Regions from separate parts of the Sus scrofa genome. Here region 2 is linked to region 1. Evidence: chromatin contacts called from public HiChIP or PLAC-seq data. All regions are on one chromosome and are shown on one strand. Each heading gives the region's core, a stretch centred on a gene start, on an enhancer-like site or on the middle of the called end of the contact. The rest is flanking DNA. Distances are from core to core; before and after follow the strand shown.

Evidence for each region. HiChIP or PLAC-seq counts read pairs in DNA pulled down with a chosen protein or histone mark.
Region 2: a contact with region 1 is called in an H3K27ac HiChIP or PLAC-seq map of alveolar macrophages, with 4 times the contacts expected there. The contact joins two enhancer-like sites. A contact is called at or near these places in 1 of 47 Hi-C or Micro-C datasets (embryonic fibroblasts) and 1 of 2 datasets of contacts at active chromatin or transcription factors (alveolar macrophages).

Annotation. Positions count from the first base shown.
Region 1 is chr13:156,973,225-156,979,535 of Sscrofa11.1, forward strand. No RefSeq gene overlaps it. Among named protein-coding and RNA genes, the nearest start is that of ZPLD1, 290 kb to the left of the region's middle. Within about 2 kb of position 2,382, at least 12 of the 83 cell types and tissues checked have an H3K27ac peak or open chromatin away from gene starts, as enhancers often do. A contact at or near this core is called in alveolar macrophages, where this site is marked.
Region 2 is chr13:157,190,323-157,196,633 of Sscrofa11.1, forward strand. No RefSeq gene overlaps it. Among named protein-coding and RNA genes, the nearest start is that of NFKBIZ, 79 kb to the right of the region's middle. Within about 2 kb of position 2,464, at least 18 of the 83 cell types and tissues checked have an H3K27ac peak or open chromatin away from gene starts, as enhancers often do. A contact at or near this core is called in alveolar macrophages, where this site is marked.

The sequences.
Region 1 (6,311 bases), core at 1,132-3,631:
AGCAACTGGCCACTCTGCCTGGGGGAATAATCTTCATCTGCTGACTATAAGCTGCAAGAAGTAAAAATAAATATCCAACTCTGAAGAAGGCTTCATTTCTCTTCAAGTGTTCAAAAAAAAAAAGAAGAGAAAAAGGGTAAGCAGACCTGCCTCAGGAGGAAGTCATGTGCCATTCAGTGTTCCACATTCTGGATTCAGCTGATTGTTTCCTTGTGATGTCATTTAACTTGATCTCTACACACAGAAATTTTTATAAAACTATTCATGAGAAAAATAACAAAATCAATAGCACCTTTCCAGTGTTTTCCTTATTTTTTGATTTTAGGGTTTTTTAAAAGTTATTTCTTATTCATCAATAATCAGATGCACATAGCTTTAATAGTGGAGAGTGCTAAAAGATTTATAACAATAAAGCAATATCCTGGCCTCACCATAATCCTCACCAGAGGCTACCACTTTCACCCCTTTTAGCTATTTCTTCTGGATACCTGAATATGTCTGAATACCATTTTTATACTATCAGCATTCTAAAAGCATTTCATTATGGAAAATGTCAAGCACATACAGAAAATTAAAGCATAGCATGATGGACCCCCCTCATGGACCCATGATATGGCAAATCCCATTTCATCTATACATTGACCCATTTTTTTCACCCTCCCACCTCAACCATATTTTTTAAATAAATGCAAGATATATCACTTTAATTATAAATATCTCAATATATATCACTCAATGTACATCACTTTTAAAAAGTCCCCTTAAAAATATAATCACAATACTGTTATCACAAATTCAAATTTAACATTCCTAAATATTAGCAAATATCCAGGTACCGATGATATTTTTCCAATTCCCTCATAATTATTTTTTATGCTTGGTTTATATAAATCAAGATGCATTTTTATGTGTCATTTAGGTCTTCTTTTTTTAACTCAATGAATTTAACTATATTTATAGTGGTACAACCATCATCACAACCCAGTTTTACATTTCCATCCCAAACCCTAGCATATTTCTTCCCCCCCAAAAAAAAAAACCTGTAGGTTCCTTTTTTTTAATCTATGACAGTGGTTCTCAATTGTAGGCAGCTTTGCTCCTAGGGAATAGCTGGCAATGTCTGGAAACATATCGATGATCACAAGGGCAAGGGCTCAGAATTCTAATGACTAGGACTGCTGCTAAGAATGCCTACCCCAAAATAAAAAATTACATAGCCCACAGTGTCAATAGTGACAAAGTTGAGAAACTCTGATCTATACAATATGGAATTCCATCCTTCCCCTCACCCCTGCTTATTTCTAAGTCCTTGACCCCCAGAGTTTCCACCTTCTGGACTTTGCTGACTACATCCCTGTTTTGTCTTACAACATGTTCCTCATTCCCTATCACTTCAGTAAATTAGAAATAAAGAGGGTATACATTAAAATATTAAGCCAGTAGAAAATATATTGAAGTATTAAAGCTTCTGTGTGAAAATGTGAATCGGGTAGTGGGATTACTGCCTGTGCTTAAAGAGCCAACGAAAAGGGCCTCAGATACTATGTTTTTGTTTTTTGTTTTTTGTTTTCTTGTGTTAATTTTTAGAGCCACAGTTGCAGCATATGGAAGTTCCTGGGCTAGTAGTCGAATTAGGGCTGCAGCTACAGGCCTACACCACAGCCACAGCAACACCGGATCCAAGCCACATCTGCAACCTACGCTGCAGCTCACAGCAACACTGGATCCTTAACCCACTGAGCGAGGCCAGGGATTAAAACCTGCAATCCTGTGGACACCATGTCTTGTTCTTAACCTGCTGAGCCACAACAGAACTCCATTACTAAGTATGGTGTAAATATGAAATTAATGACCAAAAATTTAATTCTTGAATTTTCAGGCTGCATAATGTAGAAATCTATCACCCTCCCATTTCCTTCTTCTGAGACCCTATCCTATAATATGCTGGACGTTTGCTCTTTCCCTCTAAAGATCTTCTCTTCAGCCTGCTTTGTGACCAGGAATGCTGGCCTGTGTAGACAGCATCAATGGATGCCCTCGCTCTCTGACTCTGGTCTGGCTCAGTCAATAGGCATAATTTATTTTTCATTTGTGCTGAGAAAAAAAAATTCAAGAAAACATGTTTAAATTTCAGGATATCCAGAAGTTACATCATTTACTTTCTTACCCTTTCCTTTTTTTTTTTTCCTGATTCTCATTATTTCTCCTCTTTAATGCTTACATCTCCAGAAATGTAACCAGACATAATTAGGGAATTATGTCACTAACCAAAAGTTATTTAAAGGGGAAAACTTTTTCATTGACTCACAACAAAGGAAGGGAGTTGGAGCAACAGGACAAGGAACAGAGGCTTCCTCAGAATGGCTGAAATGACTCACTGGCCTTGTTTGTGAGCAGGCATGAGGCACCCCCTGAGTACAGCCCAACACACTGGGAGTCAAGGGACATTTTAGGTTAATGGAGTCCATAATGCATGACAAAGCAAAACTTGGTTTATTTAAAGAGCTCTTTTACCAGTGTGCAGCATCAAAATACAGAACACACTGTCTAGGGAACACTCCCTCAGAGAGGGGCACATCGTCATACCTAGCCCAGCACCGATATGGAGAGGGTTCTTACAAACATTTGCAAATTCAATATATGCCTAACTGAAATTTTTTCTCTCTCAAAAGTTTGAGGAAGCACCAAAGAAAACCCTTAATCTGTCATTCTTTTATTTTCTACTCAGGGCCAACCAACAATGAAAAACTACTTGGTGAAGCAGAATGACAAGAACATGTTGAAAAGTTGTGAGCACTCCCCGGAGACCTGGTTGATACAAGGACTGGGACAGGAAAAATACAAGAAGAGCATCAAACATCTTGTGGTGCTAGACCATTAGGAAGTGCTCAGAAATAAAGTCTGCAAACATGTAAAGATGGTAGTGAGATCTCCAGGCCCGAGGTGGCAATTCCTCCAGACCCAACTCAGGTGTCCTCCCCACCCTTCAGGCCAAGATACTACCTTCTGCCCAAGCTCCAGGTATGAGATGGACTTCAGCCTCTTCAGTCCAAGAGTGGTCCCCAACAGGAACTCGGGGCCCAATTCAGACTTGCCCAGCGAACACTGAGTGCAGTATGACATCACTTTGTGGATAAAGACCACATGAATTTTGTTTGTTCCCTGTGTCATTCCCTGATACTAAAAGGACTTAGATTTCTCGCTTGGCTCAGGGCCTGGCCTTAACTCCTTTCTGCTCCTTCTCATCTGCTCCATCTTCCCTTTCCAGCCCTAGCCCTTCAGTCCTATTCTTTTTGTTTGTTTTTTTGTTTGTTTGTTTGTTTGTTTTGTTTTGTTTTGTTTTTGGCCAGGCCTGCAGTATGCAAGAGTTCCGTGGCCAGAGATAGAACCTGAGCCACATCAGTGACCCCAGCCACAACGGTGACAACATCAGGTCCTTAACCTGCTAGGCCACCAGAGAACATCCCATTCACATTTATTTCCCTCCCCACTCTCTAATCCCAACATAAAGCTGAGATCTGAGCCCCCAGGCTGGAGAGTTGGGGACGGGCACTCTAGGGCAGATTCATTAACACTCAAAACATTTACTGATATGGTCAGTTCTTCTTTTCTCCCCACCTAAGCTGGGAGTGGGTTTGTTGGCGATTTCACTGAGAATGTGGGTCCCAAGAAAGGGATCTTTCGCATCTGGCCTACTGAAGGTGAAGCTGTAACAGGACAGTGGACCCCTAGTTTTTTGCCCTGGTTCTGCACTTATTTGTATTTTGTTAATTACCACATGTTCACTAACTTCTGTTTTGTGCCTGTCCAATGCTTGGCATTGGTGACACAGCAGCCAGGCCGGGCCCTCACAGAGATGACAGACCACTGGAGGAGATGGATATTAATAAAATATTCTCATAAACTAAAAAAAAAGATGGCATTGGAGCCTGAAAGAGTACCCAAATAGCCAAAGATGGAAAGAAATTATCAATAAATCAACTAAAGGTAATATAGGATTATAACCTAATAACAAAATAAATAGCCATGAATCCCTCCCAATATAAATAAATTATTGAACAAATAAACAAATGATGGAGAAAAGACAATGCTTCCTTATTAAAGCATTTTGTGAGATATTGTTTCACACCTGTTAGAATGACTATTATCAAAAAGATGATGACAAGTTTTGGGGAGGATGTGGGGAAAAGGGAAACCTCATGCACTGTTAGTGGGAATGCAAATTGTTGCAATCACTATGGAAAGCAGTATGAGGTTCCTCAAAAAATTAAATATAGAACTGCCATGTGACCCAGTAATCCCACTTCTGGATATATAGCCAAAGGAAATTAAAATAATATATGGAAAAGATATCTGCACTCCCATGTTCACTGAAGCATTATGCACAATAGTTAAGACACAGGAACAAAATTATCCAATGACAGGTGAATGACTAAAGAAAATATTATATATATATTTATGTTTTATACACTGCATGTATTTATACATTATTTAATTACATAAGCCAAATATCTTGCCATTTGTAACAAAATAGGTGGATCTTGAAGGTATTATTCCAAGTGAAATAAATGAGACAGAGAAAGATAAATACTGTATTAAATCACTTATAAGTAGAATCTAAAAAAGTTGAACTCATAGAAATAGAAAGTAGATTGGTAGTTTCCAGAAGCTTGAGGAGTCAGGTGATGAGTAGATGTCAAAGGATACAAACAACTTCTAACTATAAGATGAATAAATTCTGGGGATCTAAGGTATGGCATGGTGAATATAGTTAACAATACTGTGTTATATACTTGAAAGAAAGAAAATCTTTTTTTTTTTAATTTTCCCACTATACAGCAAGGGGGTCAGGTTATCCTTACATGTATACATTACAATTACAGTTTTTCCCTCACCCTTTCTTCTGTTGCAACATGAGTGTCTAGACATAGTTCTCAGAGTTAACAACACTGTATTATATACTTGAGAGAAAATCTTGAATGCTATCACACACAAAGTGATTATTATGTGGGGGAATATAGGTGGTTAACTAATCTTATTGTGGTAATTATTTTGTAATACATACGAATATCAAATCATCATGTCACATAGCTTAAACTTACATATGTTATTTATCAATAAAATTTCAATAAAACTGGAAAAATAGAAGTTTTATCTCAAGTTTGGTTTAAATCAAGCTATTTAAATAAAAGAAATATTTCAATTAACAATAGCCATTAGAACAGAACAATAATAATTCCTGGAAGTAAAGAACACAGAAGGATATTAAATTGGAGTGAAAAGTTTAAGCAAAAACAGTTTATTTTCATGTTCTTAAAGAACCTCCCACAAAATATTGAGTAATAATAAGGGGAAAATGGTAATTTTGTAGTGAAGTTCCTGGAAGACATCATCCTAGGTAAGTGATCAAGGTTAGCTTCATTGGTAATACTAATCAACATCATATACCTATTATACAAAGCACTGAGAAGGGCACATCACATCTATAACATCCTTTGCAATAACATGGAGCCTTAATCTAATTCTGAGAAAACATCAGACAAGCCCAAGTTGAGGGGCATTCTACAAAAATAACTGACCGGTACTTTCCAAAATCATCAGGGTTATAAAAGATAGGGAAAGACTAAAGAATTGTCTCGTTGCTGCAAATGGCATTATGTCATTCTTTTTTATGGAAGAGACTTGTGGTTGCCTGATGGGAGGGGGAGGGAGTGGGAGGGATCGGGAGCTTGGGCTTATCAGACACAACTTAGAATAGATTTACAAGGAGATCCTGCTGATAGCATTGAGAACTTTGTCTAGATACTCATGTTGCAACAGAAGAAAGGGTGGGGGAAAAACTGTAATTGTAATGTATACATGTAAGGATAACCTGACCCCCTTGCTGTACAGTGGGAAAATAAAAAATAAAAAAAGAAAAAAAAAGAAAATAGAAATGTACATATTACCAATTCTCAAAAAAAAAAAAAAAAAAAGAATTGTCTCGGACTGGAAGATACTAAGGAAATGTGACAACTGAATGCAATTTGTCATCTTTGACTGGATCGTGGAATAGAAAAAAAGAAAGATATTGGTGGAAAAACTGATGAAATCCAAGTAAATTTTGTAATTCATTAATAATGACTGAATTAAGGTTGCTAAGCTTAATATCTTAATTTTGGTAATTCCTCCATGGTTACTTAAGATATTAGTAAATAGAAGCTGGGTGAAGGGTAAACGGGAACTCATTGGACTATTTCTGCAACCCTTCAGTAAGTCTAAAGTGATATCAAAGTAAAGAAGTTTCTAAAATGCGATGAGCACATCTCGGA
Region 2 (6,311 bases), core at 1,214-3,713, 220 kb after region 1:
AGGTGGTTTCATAGAGGAGTAGAGGTGGAAGCCATATTATAAAGGGTTAAACAGTGAATGTATGAGTAAGAAGTGAAAGCAGAAATTGTCCTCTTTTAGATGTTTGGTAGTGAACGGAAGAGAGATAAGCAGTAGCCTGCTCAAGTAGCAGACTCAGAGAAGGGTTATTTTAGGATGGGGAGAGCCCTCCCCATATTTGTGGGCAGAAGAAAAAAAGATTAAAGATGGAAGAAAGAGAGTACCTAAAGGATGGAGCAAAACAGAGAGGAGGGGAACAGTAACATTATCAAGAGCAGCATTCTTGGAAAGAGAAAGAAACAAGCTGCCTTCTGATGAAGTAGAGAAGGTGAAAAGAGGTTTTCCTCTAGGAGATACTGAGAGTTCATGTGGACTGATCACATTCTCACTAAGACTTAAGACAAATAGCTCAATAAGACACAAGAAAAGAGGCTCCCCACAAGTTTGGAGTTCATATTCTAAAAGAAAGAGATGAATTCCAGTTGTGGCGCAGTGGAAAAGGATCTGACTAGGAACCATGAGGTTGTGGGATCCATCCCTAGTCTTGCTCAGTGGGTTAAGGATTTGGTGTTGCCATGAGCTCTGGTACAGTTCACAGACTCGGCTTGGATCCAGCGTTGCTGTTGCTGTGGCTGTGGCATGGGCCGGCAGCTGTGGCTCCGACTTGACCCCTAGCCTGGGAATTTCCATATGCCACGGGTGCAGCCCTAAAAAGCAAAAAATAATAATAATAAATAAAAGAAAGAGAAGTGTTTACATAGATCAGCAGATAGAAATTCGGTTTTAAAAAGTTACCAGACTTCAACAGTTTCTTCAGCTCCTCTCTAAAGCATTTATTCCATCTTTTCCAGAACCTAAACTGTTATTCTCTAAAAAGTACAGGTGTCTCCCTTGGACTGTATGGTCAGAATTTGGACAATGAAGATAGCCTTTTTGGTTGTCAGAAATGAACTAACTCTGTGCTCTGTGTTCTTTGGAGAAGGCATTCAAGATATTTACTTCTGTAAAATATGGGAAAGTATGTACTAATCTCAATGTTGATTTTCTTTTTTTTTTTTTTTGGTCTTGTCATTTTAGAGCTGCACCCAAGGCATATGGAGGTTCCCAAGCTAGGGGTCAAATTGGAGCTGTAGTCACCAGCCTACAGCAGAGCCACAGCAATGCCAAATCCAAGCTGCATCTGTGACCTACACCACAGCTCACTGCAACACCAGATCCTGAACCCACTGAGTGAAGCCAGAGACTGAACCCACAACCTCATGGTTCCTAGTCGGATTCGTTTCCGCTGTGCCATGATGGGAACTCCTCAATGTTGATTTTCAAATGTTGTCAATTACATGGTAATTCTGATTGGTCTACAAGTAACAAATACCATTTCTTAGCAAAAGTTTGTGTCTTACATGGATTATCAACAGAAAATTTAAAATAAACTTAGTTACCAGAGCTACTTCCCTAGCCCTTTCCATTCTCACATTTAATCACTAAGAGCTCACATTCATTGATCTGGCACCCCCATATTGGGTGTGTGATGTACATGAATGTATCATTTAACCCTCATAATAGCCTTATAGTGCATTGTTATTATTATTTCCATTTTGCAAATAAGTAACTGAGTATTAAGGAACCTCTCTAAATTCTCGAAGCTAATAATGGTAGAACCAGCCTCAGTCCTGGTCTGACTTAAAAGCTTACGCATCTAAAGACTAAATTCTACCACCTTGCAGTTCAGTTGCATATCTTGTTATATACAATTTTTTTCCTTCTTCTCTAATTTCTTTGAACATCCTCCCTAATTATCTAATAACTCTACTTTCTGCTTCCCTCCTCACCACAGGAATCTAGTATCCTTGGAAGAAAATCTAGAACATTGTACCTCTTCAAAATATATGGAAGTGAATTTAAACAAATTAAGATCAACTTTAAAATAATTAATGTTATTCATTTTTTCATCACATCTGCTTTGTTTCTACTACATTTTCTACATTCACCACACCTTCTCCCCTATTGGTTTCAAGAGAACATCCAAGTTTGGGAATGAGAGTGCTGTTGTGAAAATAACCTTGTAAAACACCCTCTGTAGATAGGACTGTGCTTAAAGTCAAGTGTGTGGATGCACTAAAGAGTCTCATTGACAATTACCCAGGAAGACCTGAGCTAAAGATTTCACTCCCTTAGAGCTGTTCACTTGTTCACTCAAAAGCCATTCATAGACTACCTTCTGTTTGCTTTAATCCAATTTGTGCCCTTAACAAGTTCTCAGTGGAGAAGACAGACAGGTATCCTACAGTTGTGGAACAGCCTGGTAATGCCAGACCAGAGGTGGAGAGGATGGCCAAACAACAGTTTGACACTTTTTTCATCATTAATTATATGTATTTCAAACTAACTTCCCAATATGGGCTCATTTCCTTTTTGCATCAACATGAAGCCTCAGATGAAACCACACAGTGTATTTCATTTCAAAACGAAACTCATGACACAGCTAAGTAGTGAGTCATCCTCAGAAGCCATAAAATTTCAATCCCAGTGTTTTAAAAACTGTCTGAGTCTTTTCCATCATTAAGCTGCATGATGTATTTCTTGACCTGAACTTCTTTATCACCCATTTTGATTCAGGTGATGACTATCAAAAGAGTTCATTTCTGTGTTACAATGATAAAATCTACAACTCTCCACACCAAAAATGAATTTGGAACAGAGGGGATAAAGTGGAAAAACTATTTTCCTTCCAGACCTAGAGAATGGAGGGAGGAAATCAAAGATTTGATTATAATTTTTCCACAGAGACAATCTTCACTGTCTAAACCTGCATTACTATTTTCACTTTATTGGGTACCCTTCAGAATTTTATACATTAACAAAAGGCTGTGCCTTTTCACTTTGGAAAGTCATTCAATGAAAAAAAGAAAAAAAAAAAGGACATCTTACAATGACGAGCAGAAAGAGCAAGCCCCAGGTCAACAATATAGTCCTGTCCTGAGGAAGATGCCTCCCAAGCCATGGGTGATGTCACAGCTGCTTGTCTATTTCCCATCCTTCTCTTGAAAAAAACAAATAAAAACCTCAGTGATTTCACAGGGTAGAACAGAGGTCAGTGTGAACCAATCCACCAAGAAGCTCCTTAAGATGGTATTAGCCTAGCTCTTACACAGCAAAGCCAATCCATGTCATGCAAAAGGAGAGGGAGACTAAAGTATATATCAGGAATGCAGAAACAAATTCACCTTTACCTCAACTATTAGATGATTTTCAAAGAGCATTCTTGGGTATCCCAGAGCAGATGAAGCCTTATATGTGATGGTGCATTATCTCAACCTCCTACCTTAACCACCTCCCAGTTGTGTACATGCATTCCCATTTCAGGGCTGCCACACCAAGGTTACATGAAGAAGGCACAGACACATGAGTCAGAAACTATAAAACCCTCACAGAGGCCAGCCCAAGGCTGAAGAGCACAGGCAAACCACGTGATGATTTCCAAGAGCACTGACATGCACCAAGACAACAAGTTTCATCAGTGCAGTGCTCACTGGGAAAATCCTAATGAATCACCACCTACATGACAAACAAGGAAATAGACAGCCCATATCCAGCCTCGTTACTCTGGGTAATGGAGAGGGGACAATAAACTAGAAAGCAGTGCCTGGATTTCACAATACCTGTGAGTTTGGTTTTAGTAAAAATCAAGGCTCTTCCTAAAAACTTATCAGCTAGAAAGATAGGTGATCCACAGAACCACTTCCATGGTGACATATCTTCCTCTATCAGCCTTGCCATTTTTAGTGAACACTCAGATCAAATCCTGCTCCTTCCTTTTCTCTTCACAATGGAGTCTTCCTCCAGGGCTAGGTAGCTCAGCCCATAAAGTGAAACTCTTCAAATTATCCTAAAAAACACCTTAAGTCCCCCACAGAGTTGAATATCTTCAGTAGGTGATCTTATCTGTTCTCTAATGTTTCTCTAGGGCTTTTGATTAATTTTTTGATTCCAATATTGAGCACATCAATAAATCCTTCATCACCCACTCACCAAGTGCCTTGAAAATCTGTTCTCACATCTTTATTGTTGGTCAGGGAAATCCTTCAAATTATTCATACAATCTTTCCATGGATTTCTACCAAATACATTGACTATTTCAGGCTTGATTGAAATTGCTGTCTGAGGAGAATGAACAAATACCCACATCACTACTCACTCCCACCATTACCCTTCATTTTTCTCTCTCCACCTCTGTACTGTCCCTTTTCTCCTTTCCTCCCTCCTTTAATTTCCACAAAGTTCAGTTCAGATAAATCAATTGCTCCTATCAGGAAAATCTTCTTTAATGAGGGAATAGTCTCGAGAAACATTTACAGACCCATTTGCCTGAATTTCTTCCACAAAAACTATTATTTTGTGTTGTTCTTATATATTCATTCACTCATCCATCCATTCTACAGACATTCATTATGCACCAACTACATATCAGACACCATTCCAGGCACTGGGCTTACATCAGTGTTCACAACAGCCAAGGCCCTGATCTCAAGGAACTCACTTTCCAGCAGGGTAAACAGTAAGTAAGCATATCTCTAACATACTCAAGAAAGACTGAGAGCTAAGGGGTCAGGGGAGGTGGGGGGCAGGCAGGGGGGTAGATCCAGTAGTCACACAAAGCCTCTGAAAAAATGGCAGGTGAACAAAGACCTAAGAAAGCAAAGAAACAAGCCATGTGGCTATCTGGGGGAACAATGCTAAAGGCAGAGGGAGCAGCAAGTGTAAAAGGCCTTGAAAAGAGCACAGGGTAAGAGTTTTCCAGAAGCAATCAGGAAACTCCCAGAATAGCTGAAGCTGAAAGCTCAAAGGGGAAGGCAGTATGAGTTTGAGAGTTGGCCAGAATCCAGAAGGAATTTTGGCTTTTATTTGTGAATGTTATGCAAAGCCCTGATCTGTGTGTGGGTCTTTGAGAAGGGAGGTAGCGTGATCTGACTGAGGCATTTTCAGAGGGGTTTGTCCAGCTCTTAGTGGAGAGCAGTAGGGAGGGGCCCATAGACTATGAAAGACAGGAGACTGGGAGGCTTCTCTAACCCCCACCCAGCATTTCCTACTGCCTCAAACTAGTGTTCTTTGGTATTTGCCTTTCCTGTCAGGTGAAACAAGTGAGAAAAGATTTCTAGTTAAGTGGGTTTTGGCTTTTTACCAAACTACGCAACTTTCACACAATCCTCTCTCTCTCTCTCTCTGACTCCCTGCCATGAAGTCTGCTTTAAACCTGCCCTGAGAACAAAGTTTCCAGGTGCTTGAGTTCTTTCAGGGCCCCGGAAGCCAAACAGATTCACTGAATATTGCCCTCTTACTAATATAGGATTTTACCTTTGCACTTTCTTTAACACACAGAGACTCTGACAGCTTTATCAAAAAATGTAATAGCTTGAAATCAAAAGTCCAACGTTAGGTTTTTGATTTTTTTTTTCTTTTTAGGGCTGCACCTGCAGCATGTGGAAGTTCCCATGTTAGGGGTTGAATCAGAGCTGCAGCTGCCCACCCACGCCACAACCACAGCAAAGCAGGATCTGAGCCCCATCTGTGATCTACACCACAGCAGGCAAGGAATTGAACTCACATCAGGCCAGGAATTGAACCTGTATCCTTGCAGATACTATGTTGGGTTTTTAACCCACCGACCATAACAGGAACTCCAGTGTCAACCCACTGTGCCAGGCCAGGGATCAGAACCCATACCTCCACAGCTACCTGAGCCACTGCCGTTGGATTCTTAATCTACTGCACCACAGTGGGAACTCCTCAATGTTAGTTTCTTGGAAAAAAAAAATGTTTCTACTAATAAAGTTATGTGTATATTAAATATTTAATTTAAAGACAGTAAATTTGCCTTGGAAGTACTAGATATATATATACAATAGTTCTCAAATCCCTAGAGGAAAATTTACCTTCGAAAATTCCCTTTCTTGAGCTTAAAAAGGGAATCTTTCTTGAGAAATCTCCTAATTTTTTTTTCTTTTTTGGCCACCCTATGGAGTTCCCAGGCCAGGGATCAGATCCAAGCCATAGTTGTGGCCCAGCTGAAGCAACAGCTGGATCCTTAACCCCCTGCCCCAAGCCGGGGATTGAACCTGTGTCCTGCTGCTGCACAGATGCTGCCAGTCCCATCGCGCCACAGTGGGAACTCCATCATATCCCGATTTTTTTTTAAGTTGGATTTTTTACCATGGAACATACACACACTCACATATACAACCTTCTCTTCATATTTTCATCATGAGAAAGATGAGAAAGCAGGTTTCCTTCTCTTG